Regions from separate parts of the Ovis aries genome. Here region 2 is linked to region 1. The links are chromatin contacts, called in public Hi-C maps. All regions are on one chromosome and are shown on one strand. Each heading gives the region's core, a stretch centred on a gene start, on an enhancer-like site or on the middle of the called end of the contact. The rest is flanking DNA. Distances are from core to core; before and after follow the strand shown.

What was found. A called contact is a pair of places that touch in the nucleus more often than the background predicts.
Region 2: a contact with region 1 is called in a Hi-C map of liver, with 2.4 times the contacts expected there. The contact joins the promoter of LOC121818810 here to the enhancer-like site in region 1. A contact is called at or near these places in 2 of 16 Hi-C or Micro-C datasets (liver and muscle).

The regions. Positions count from the first base shown.
Region 1 is chr2:15,806,328-15,811,308 of ARS-UI_Ramb_v3.0, forward strand. It overlaps RAD23B (RAD23 homolog B, nucleotide excision repair protein), which reads right to left. Exons shown (of 11, transcript XM_060410812.1): 11 at 2,957-4,981. Among named protein-coding and RNA genes, the nearest start is that of RAD23B, 45 kb to the right of the region's middle. Within about 2 kb of position 2,029, at least 8 of the 54 cell types and tissues checked have an H3K27ac peak or open chromatin away from gene starts, as enhancers often do. A contact at or near this core is called in liver, where this site is marked.
Region 2 is chr2:15,850,426-15,855,406 of ARS-UI_Ramb_v3.0, forward strand. It overlaps LOC121818810, which reads left to right and starts at 2,895. Exons shown (of 4, transcript XM_042244821.1): 1 at 2,895-2,948; 2 at 3,049-3,222; 3 at 3,326-3,633. The coding sequence starts at 2,895. RAD23B (RAD23 homolog B, nucleotide excision repair protein) reads right to left here and starts at 3,251. Exons shown (of 11, transcript XM_060410812.1): 1 at 2,831-3,251.

The sequences.
Region 1 (4,981 bases), core at 779-3,278:
AAAAGATGAAGAAACCACATCATTTGGAAAGGGCACAGCAGTACTTTTTCCAAAAATGCATAATTTGAGTCTAGTCCTGAGGAAACACCAAACATAAATTGAGGGACATTGCATAAGACAAGCACCTTGTAATCTCAAAAAAAAAAGAAAAAAGTTAGGCTCCCAAACATCAAGGGAGGCCTGTGAAACAGTATAGACTGGAAACCAACTAAACGCATGTGTTCTTCTCGACTGAGGCCTTCTGCTATGGCAGACATCACTAGGACAACTGCAACACATAAGTGGGTTTGGGGAAGTAGTGGGTGGGTTTAATTGGGAGCTTTTTGTGCTGTTCCCACAATTTTCTCTAAGTCTGAAATTGTGTAAGGATGAAAAACTTAAAGGTTCTTTGCAAAAATGCAAACATAGCATAAAATTTATAACCCCAAAATTTTACCAAATAACCAAATAACCAAATTATTTTAAAGTGGAGATAAATATTACCTTAAATGATTATCAAACAAGCAGAAGCAAACTTATTGACCAAAAAGAAATTTGAAAACAAAAACAAAGGAAACCACACAAAATGCCACCATCAATAGGACTGAAATGTGAAAAAGCTGCCAAGAAAAACAAAAAATCACTTCAGGGTTCATAAAAGCATCCCTTGCCACACCCAAGTTCTTTCATTCTCATCCAATTTTTAACCAATTTTGAGGTAACTTATTGTGTTCTTCTAATCTATTGTTGGCAAATAAAACCCAGCTGATTTCTGTGATTTACTGCCATACAGTCTAAGAAAGAATTCTGAGACAAATTTGGACTTTGTCATAGAGATGGAAGATGTCAGTAACAAAACTCAGGATCCACATCGAATATCCTTTGAGACTTAAGGTTGCAGTCCAACTAGCAGTCCTGGCAGACGCAGGCTTTAGGTGTGAAAGGCCACTGGCAGGAAGCCCATCTGGAGCCGGTGTAAGTGTGGAAGTGCTCAGCTCTCGTCACAGAAACACTGGAGAAAATTGGCGTGGCTCCTTGGGAGGCCAACCTCGCCAGGTACCTGCAGACCACCTCATGGTCTGGAGAGGAACACTATCTACAAACATTTGTAACTCATCCTGAGCCAGGTGAGAAGAGAGGATGAAAACCTAATAGCGCAACAAGAACAGAAAATAAGTTTGCGTGAGACAGGAGGCAGAGGTCTGTGCTCCAGCTACGCGGTACCCGTTAAAGGATCCATTAGTATCCAGTCTCTGTGCAAACTGAGCTCAATGGCAAAGATCATCACGTTTCCATTCACTGTGGAATCCACAGCACATGTGAAACAAATTCATCACCAGTGATGTTTCTTTGGTGCTCCTAGCCTCCTCTTCACAGTGCAAACCCTTCTCGAGGGACCACGTTTGTCATATTAACTGTATGATAGGGAAGATCTTTTATAACCAGTTGGTCACCACTTGCTGCAGCTCCCCAAACGTCAGTGCACAGCACTCTCTTCCCTAGCGAGTCCAAGCTTTGCTCCCTACCTCCCTGTCACCGTTACCCCCCAACCACCCACACAGTTCAGGTTCAACTGCTCTCTCCCTCCAGGGCTCCACTCACTCTTCCAGCTGTGGTTAAGATCCTGCCTCTTACCGACCCAAGTCTGATCCCAGGGCCCAAGGATTCCCAGATGCATTCATTCGACTTTTCTGTTCTGATTGAGTCATCACTATGCCAAGTGCTTCTGACACCGCTTCATGCTGAATTTTGGACTTCTCTGGTGACTCAGATGGTAAAGAATCTGCCTGCATTGCAGGGGACTCAGGATTGACCCCCTGGGTCGGGAAGATTTCCCTTGGAGAAGGGAATGGCTACCCACTCCAGTATGCTTGCCTGGAGAATTCCATGGTCAGAGGAAACTAGTGGGCTACAGGCCATGGGGTAGCAAAGGGTTGGACACACTGAGAATAGCACTTTCACTTATTCATTTGGTGCTTTAGTTATCTTACTAAAGCACAACGAATAGTACAGCAATAGCGAAGAATAATTTTAGACATCACGTACATGCCAGACTAGCACACCCAGGCGCTCCTCCCTTCGGTAATGAGTACGTGGGGGTGATAGCACAGCTCTGAAAGACGCCATGGTGGTCACAAGCAAAGCAAGCTGAAGTTAAGACCTCGAGAGGCCAAGAATGACAAATAAAAGGGGGGAAAAGCGTCAACATGTAACATGATGGGCCTAAGTGCAATCTAAGGACGGAAAACTTTCTGTAAAGGGCCATAAGGTATTTAGGTTTTGCTGGCCAGTCTTTGTGGCAACTATTCAAAAGCAAACCTCTTTAGCACAAAAGTAGCTGCTTATAGATAATATGTAAATAAAGGAGCATGGCTGTGTCCCAAGAAAACTATGGGCACTGGAATTTGAATCTTTTCACCTTTTTGTAAACGAAACACTGAAAACTGTAAAGGCCATTCTTAGCTCGTGGCTCATAGAACAGGCAATGAGCCAGATCTGGCTCATGAGACTGCAGTTTGCTGGCCCCTGGCTTAGAACAAAGTGGAACAAAATGGACAGTGGGAAGTCAACTGGAAGAACACACTGTACCTGAGCTGCACAGCCAGGCAGTTCAGCAGAACACAGATGTGGTCAGGAAGGACTCCTGGGAACTGCTTGCTTTGGAATACTTTGCAGCTATCTCAGGCTAGCTGATGTAAGAGAAATGAAGAGAGGTTTGGAAAAGGGAGAACTCCCTGAAATCTCTAAAGCCCCCATAAACTTTGATATATACGTTCTAGGAAGTGTCCCATCTCTGTGTTGATGTTTTCACTGTGAACACAAACAGGAGACCCAATAAAACCGACCTAGTGCTGGGCATTCCACACTCTAATTCACCACCAACCAAGAAAACAGAAGGATCAGTGACGGGGCACTGTCCATTTCCAATCTAAGATTCTATATAGTAAAATCATTTTAAAAAATGAGAAATGCCATGTTGGATATATTGAAAATATTTTATAATTAATTCTCTAGAATCCTAGCCATTGAGTACAGGAGAAAAAAAATCATATGGTGGAACACTTCAGTATTTTTAAACAATGTAAAAATATATTTGACTAGACGGCAGTAAGAATTTAACAAGTATAAACTTAAGCTTCTTCAGGTCTTCCACAGAGCAACTAAACAATCTACAGATTTCAAGAAACAGATGACAGAATACCTCCAATGCAAAAGTTCCAAAGTCATGGAGCCACTTAGATTAAGAGATTCACCAAAATGTTTATAAATTAAAAGATAACAGCAAAAGGTCACATAAAGCCTATTACTTTCATGGTGTCATGGCTGATTCTTTCTGCAGATAAACAGAGCACTGTAAAGAATGGCCCAAACTTGGCCTGAACTGTCTTCTGGTAATTATTAATCCCACTAGTTGTAGTTTTGCTGTCCAAGGACAAAAGCTCCATGTGATCGATCACCCCCTGATGTCACTTTCCAGAGAAAAGAAGAGGTGGCTGCTGGTTGTTTTTTCCTCTCCTTTTCTAGTTTTCACTATGCTCTAAGCAATTAAATAGCAGATAAAATATCATGAAAATAAATGAATACTCTGTTATCTCACCAGAAATGCCATCCCTCTTCCCAACTCATTGCTCTACTTTGAAAGATGAACATATTTACAAATCCTCATTTTATTCTGAGACATTTTTGCACAATCCATTATAAAACATACAGGTAATACAAAGTCCAAAGGTCTTGTTGTGTTTATGGAATAAACACAGAAAGATTAAACTACATGATTAACATGGGAAAAAAATCATAATTTTATTTTCATAAGAGAGAGGTTATGAGTGGATGATGTAAAAGCTTAAAAGTCATCACCAAACTGTGCTAAGGATTATTAAGAGATTATGTAGGATGAAATCTGTGCAAATTCATCTTCTTAACTCAGTATAAGATGGTAGAAAAAATTATTTCTTTAGTCTTTAGTCTTTTTAATATTCAGGAAAAGAGCTGAAAAAAACAAGTAGACACACCTGCCCCCTCTTCATGATCAAATAACAATGCCAACAAAGGAGATTCCAAAGAAAAAAGCTGAGATGAAAAAAATCCAAATAAAAGCCAACATTGCTATTAAGATTTTTCTTTTAATATGCCATGAGATATCTTGATTGTATATTTTCCAAAGTACTATTCCAGCTGCATCTCCCAACCCTTCCAAAAGATTTCGCCAGTCTTTCCAATGCAATAAAAGATGCTGGATTGTAGTTCTGTCCACCTTCTCTTTTCAAAAGCAAAATAATCCTAACAACTTTAATGGTCATACATTCTTATCTAATAAGGAAAAAACATTTACAAATGTCAGAAACCCAGTTTTGAGACATTTGCATTAATCTTGAACTGAATCAGCATTTTGTGGGTTTTAAAAAAGGCAGCAGTTGGAATTCACGACTTGCTGACAAACACATTTCTGCTGAGGGAAGGGGAAGACAGGGAGAGTGAATGCTGCATTTCTTCATTGGCCCCAAAGTGCTAACTCCACAAAGGGATACATCAAAAGCAAACATGCAACCGTGGTTTTTATAACTTTTTACTGCAATATAACAATGAAGTAAACAGTAATTAGGCAGCTACCAATTTACCCCCCAAAATAAACCAAAAAAAAAAAAATGTAAACAGAAAAATAACTCTGCCTATACTTGCACAGCTTCGCAAATCATGTTAGAAGGGCCTCACATTCAATGATCAAGAAATTTAAAATAGCAGTTAATTATTTCCATCTTAAGAAAATGTTCCCCATCTCCCCCCTTCAACCCCAAGTATTTATCATGAAAGAATGGGCTTTCTTACACATTAATTTTATACTTATTTGAAGCAGCAACAATAACCATCAATAATTTGGCATTTCTGTTTACAGTCACTCCCATTTTTTTTCCCAATTTCACACAGCCATTATCCAGTGTTGCCATAAAATAGGGACTGTAGATTCTAGGTAGCAAAGATTCTTTCTGAAACCAATGTTAAG
Region 2 (4,981 bases), core at 1,645-4,144, 45 kb after region 1:
TTTTTCCCCCTTTATTTTAGATTTATTTTCCTAATATCCTTGGCTATCTAGTTTTCACAAACAGGATACTTACAGTCTGCCGATAATTATATAATTTTCATTGCTTCTTTTCTTACTGGAATGCTCTCAAATACAGTATTAAAAATAAACGTTAATTTAAAAATCACTATAAAGATGCAATTAAAATAGCTCTAATGTTTTCCCCACTTCTGAAATTTAAGTCCATTAAAGTAAAAACCCACAAGTCATTTTAAAGTAAATGTTCCAGAATATCCTGATTAAATGTTTTCATTTCTTGCCCCAGACTAACAATGTTAGGTTTTACATTTATATAAACAGCAGCACAATTATACTTGGACAAACAGCAACAAAAAACTGAAGCAGCAACTCTGTAAGCTTTCTGAAAATCTACCTCCAGAAGTATATGTTTATAATTCATATAAATAAACTGGAAAATAGCAACATAGCTAATTATCTATACAAACACAAATAGTAACATAGCTAATTATCTATACAAACACAATACTGGCTCTAAGATAATGAATGCGTAAAATGCCTAAAGAGCAACACAAATCTAGTAGAACATAAATATTTCAGTGGAGCTGTAGAAAGTCACTGCATATCTTCAATAAACCCAGAAATATAAAACACACACACACACAAACCCCAAACCTTCAGGTTTCAATAATTCTGGAACTAATTGTGAATACCAGTTGGTTAAGTTCCTGCAGCACCAACATTACAAAAAACTAAAGTCAATAGCTATTTTATGGAAAATTTTGGCTGAAAACATTACACAGCTGCATTTTCACTTCCATCCTTTAACTTATAAGTACAAAATAAGCAGTACTATTCAGTAATAGCAATCCACAGGTGTTGTCAATTTTGAGGGCACTGAATTTCTCATTGAAGCTTGGTATCTCTTGCACCTTTTAAGAATTTATCATGTAGCATATTTACACATATAATTAAGTGCCTTGAACTAAAACCATTTTCTGCCACAATTTCAAAAAGCTTGGGAACTACATTTTTAAAATGAAAATTCAAGATGTAGAAAACTTCCTCACTCAAAGGTACCCATTGATTAATAATGGATTCCATTTACTGACCACCAATTAAATACTATTTAATCTTCACATCTTTGTAAAACAGGTACATAGCAAATTAAGTTAGAGCCGAAAATGGGAGCTCAGGTTTATTTAATTAACCAACACCAAGTAGTCCTGTATGGATGTGAGAGTTGGACTATAAAGAAAGCTGAGCCCAGAAGAATTGATGCTTTTGAAGTGTGGTGTTGGAGAAGATTCTTTAGAGTCCCTTGGACTGCAAGGAGATCCAACCAGTCCATCCTAAAGGAAATCAGTCCTGAATATCAGTGGATGGACTGATGCTGAAGCTCAAACTCCAATGCTTGGCCACCTGAAGTGAAGAAATGACTCACTGGAAAAGACCCTGATGCTGGGAAAGATTGAAGGCAGGAGGAGAAGGGGAAAACAGAGGATGAGATGGTTGGATGGCATCACCGACTCAACGGACATGAGTTTAAATAAGTAAGCTCTGGACAGGGAGGCCTGGCATGCTGCGGTCCACAGGGTCGCAAAGAGTAGGAAACGACTAAGCGACTGAACTGAAGATCCCCGACATCCACCAAAACTGAATCAATTATTTTGAAAAATACAGACGGGCAGAAAGTTGCTACTGTAAATACAGCACTGTGACAACCTCAAAGGTGTACAGACTCACACTTCCAGAACACAAGAAGTAAGTTTACACTGAATGGCAATTTTTAGATCTTGGCATAAAGTTGTACTGATTTCAACACAGTGGCTTTTTGCAGTCACAAATACAGAGGATGACATGAGAATTTAACAGGTGAAGTTAAGAGTCGTTCAAGAGTTTACAGAAGAGAGTCAGAGTTTTTATTTTCTTTATTTCTCCTCTGAAAGGCTATTATTTGGGGGTTGGGTGCAGACTTCCGATCCTACAATTTCAAGGCTTCTAACACAGGGAACTTGCTAATCTGGAGTTAAGTTTGCGCCTGGATTTATTGGAAGGGCTCTAATGCAACAACCTTCACCACCAAAAAGGCCTCGAAGTGCAATCTACGTATGGGTGTGGGCTGGGTGGCGGGAGAACTGCTGCGAAACGATTCAAGATTTATGCAAATAAAATGGTCACCAATTCTGCGGGGAAGAGGGCAAAAAAGGCATTTTCACCACCCCTCGCACTCACACTCTGCGGCTGACGGAACCTGATACCATTTTATTTAAGGCTCATTATCTCCAGTTACCACCTCCAAGACCTCAGCGCCTAACCAGGTCCACGCAGGGATAGTGGCGACGCCTACCTCTCCCTCCCTAACCTGTGCACCCACACCCCGGAGCGCAGCTCGACCGCCCAGGCCACCCTGACCTCCCCTCCCCCTCTGGCCCCTCCACCGAGAGCGCCCAGGCCGAGGCCTCCGGTGCCCCGCTAACGCGTGCTTCACGCCATATGCCACTCGGGCTTCGGTGTCCGACCACTGCTTCCCCGCACTCCTGCCACAAAGCCCACAGCCCACCCTGAAGGTCCAGTGGGCCGCACGCTGCCGGGTCCCTGGCCCTACCCGCGCCTGGAACCCGCAGGCCTCATAAGCGCCCGGGTCCCTAGACCCCCCGCTCGCCATGCCCTCTCGGGTGCACCGCGGCTCTACCCGCTCAGGCTGCGCTCGAAGCTGAGGTCGGGGCCCCGCACGCGGTCCCGCCGCGCCACCCCCAGCCCAGGCCCTCCCGGCCCCTCGCGCGGACCGCCCCCGCTCCGTGCCGGGCCCAGCGCGCCCCGCCGCACTCACCGTCTCGTCGGGGTCGATGTCGATCTTGAAGGTCTGCTGCTGGAGGGTCTTCAGGGTGACCAGCATGGTGCCGTCGCGCAGCTCGGCTGCCGGGCCTGCTCCGGGTGCTGGCCGCTGGGCGGGGTCTGTGGCCTGGCGGGGCCCCGGGGTCGCCCGCGCTCCTCGCGCACTCGGGAGGAAGGCGGTGGGGGTGGGGGCTTGTCACATTCGCCCTGCAGAGCGGCCTCTCCCCCAGCCCTGGCTCCCGGCCGCGCCGCTGCCTCCGCGACTGCGGCCTTCCTCGCGAGCTCGGGCCGCCGTGCTTCCTCACGCGCCCGGTTACCAGCCACTGGGTCTGTAAGAAGCGCGAGGGGCTCTGCGAGAGCAGCAGAGAATCCGCTAGCTCACCACAGGCTGGTGGCCGCCATCATCGTGACTCGCCGAGACGCGCCCTCCCCCCACCACCCTAAAAACCTGGGGGGGATGGGGCCGGGACGGCGGAGCGCGCAGGCGTAGGGTGCGGCGAGGCTGTGCGCAGGCGCAGGCAAGAACTCCGCCCCGGAATTGGGGCGGGGCGGATTGCCGCTCTGGAATGTCGGCCGCCGGGATGGCGCGTGCGCAGGCGCAGTCAGTGGGCGTCTCGTGGGGGCGCTCCGGGCTTCCTCGTCGCGTCTGTTTCTGGGGCCTTCTCCCGCCCGCTGTCGCTCCGCCTACGTGCAGACTCCGCCCGGTTGCCTGAGTTGCGCAATCCGTAGCCGGGGAAGCGCTACGTGGAGACAGGACAGAGTGGCTGGCGAGCCTTGGAACTGGGGAACTAGAGGGCGGTAGGTCGGGGCGAGGTTTAAGTGAAAGGGTTGCGGGCAACCAGCGTAGAGGGCCAGCGCTTGCAGGGCGCTTGCTGTGTGGCTGAAGCCTTGTGCTGGGATTCATTTACCCTGAGAACACTGACTTAAGCGCTAGACGATGTTAGTGGACCTTGCGCCTAAATATAAGATCAAGTTATATCACTTCCCCAGGCAGATCTGTCCAATGGCACCTCATCTCATGAGTAAAAGTCAAAGTTCCTAGAGCTGGGTACACAGCCCCTACCTCTTACATCTTATTCTCTCGGCTTGCACTAGACGTTGTTGGTGGATGTTCAGCAAATGCTCTCAACCTGAGAGTCTACCTTCACCCTTGCTGTTTCCGCTTCGAGTCCACTTTTCCTCTATACCTGGGTGGCTCGACTTCTCACTTCCTTCCAATCTTTGCTCGGATGTCGCCTTCTCAGGGAGATCGACTCTGGATACCCGACTTAAAACAGCAACTTCCCTAGTTCCCTTACCCTGCTGTGTTTTCTATAGCACTTCAGTTCAGTCGCTCAGTCGTGTCCGACTCTCTGCGACCCCATGGACTGCAGCACGCCAGGCTTCCCTGTCCATCACCAACTCCCGGAGCTTACTCAAACTCAAGTCTATCGGGTCGGTGATGCCATCCAACCATCTCATCCTCTGTCGTCCCATTAATACATATTTATTGGGTTTATCATCTTTCTCCCTTCAGTAAATCACAGGCAAGCTGCACAGAGATTTTGTGTTGGGTGATGCACCCCTAGCACGAAGAAACATGCCTGGCGTGTAATGCAGGCACAGTAAATATTTTTGGAATCCATGAATGTGCGCTCGGTTTCTCATCAGTAAAATGGGAATAGTAATAGCACTCAATTTCATTGATTATTGGAGGGGAGTGTTGAATAATGTATGTAAAACCTTTGTACCAGGAACGCACAGAGTTAGCAGCCCATAAGTAGATAGCTATTTGTAGTATGCCCATTTCAGATAAGAAAACTGAAGTAAAGAGATGATGAGTAAGGTACCTGGAGTCACCCTCCTGCAGGTCCAGAATCTGAATCCAAGCAGAATGACTCCAAAGTCCATGCTTCTAGGTGCGTGGCATTCATCTCTCTTAATTACGTACCTTACTGCACATTTAGGGGCTTCCCTGATAGCTCAGACGGTAAAGAATCCGCCTGCAATGCGGGAGACCAAGGTTCGATTCCTGGGTCGGGAAGATCCCCTGGAGAAGGGATAGGCTACCCACTCCATTATTCTTGGACTTTCCTTCTGGCTCAGCTGGTAAAGAATCCGCCGACAATGCAGGAGCCTTGGGTTCGGCTGCACATTTAACTTAAAG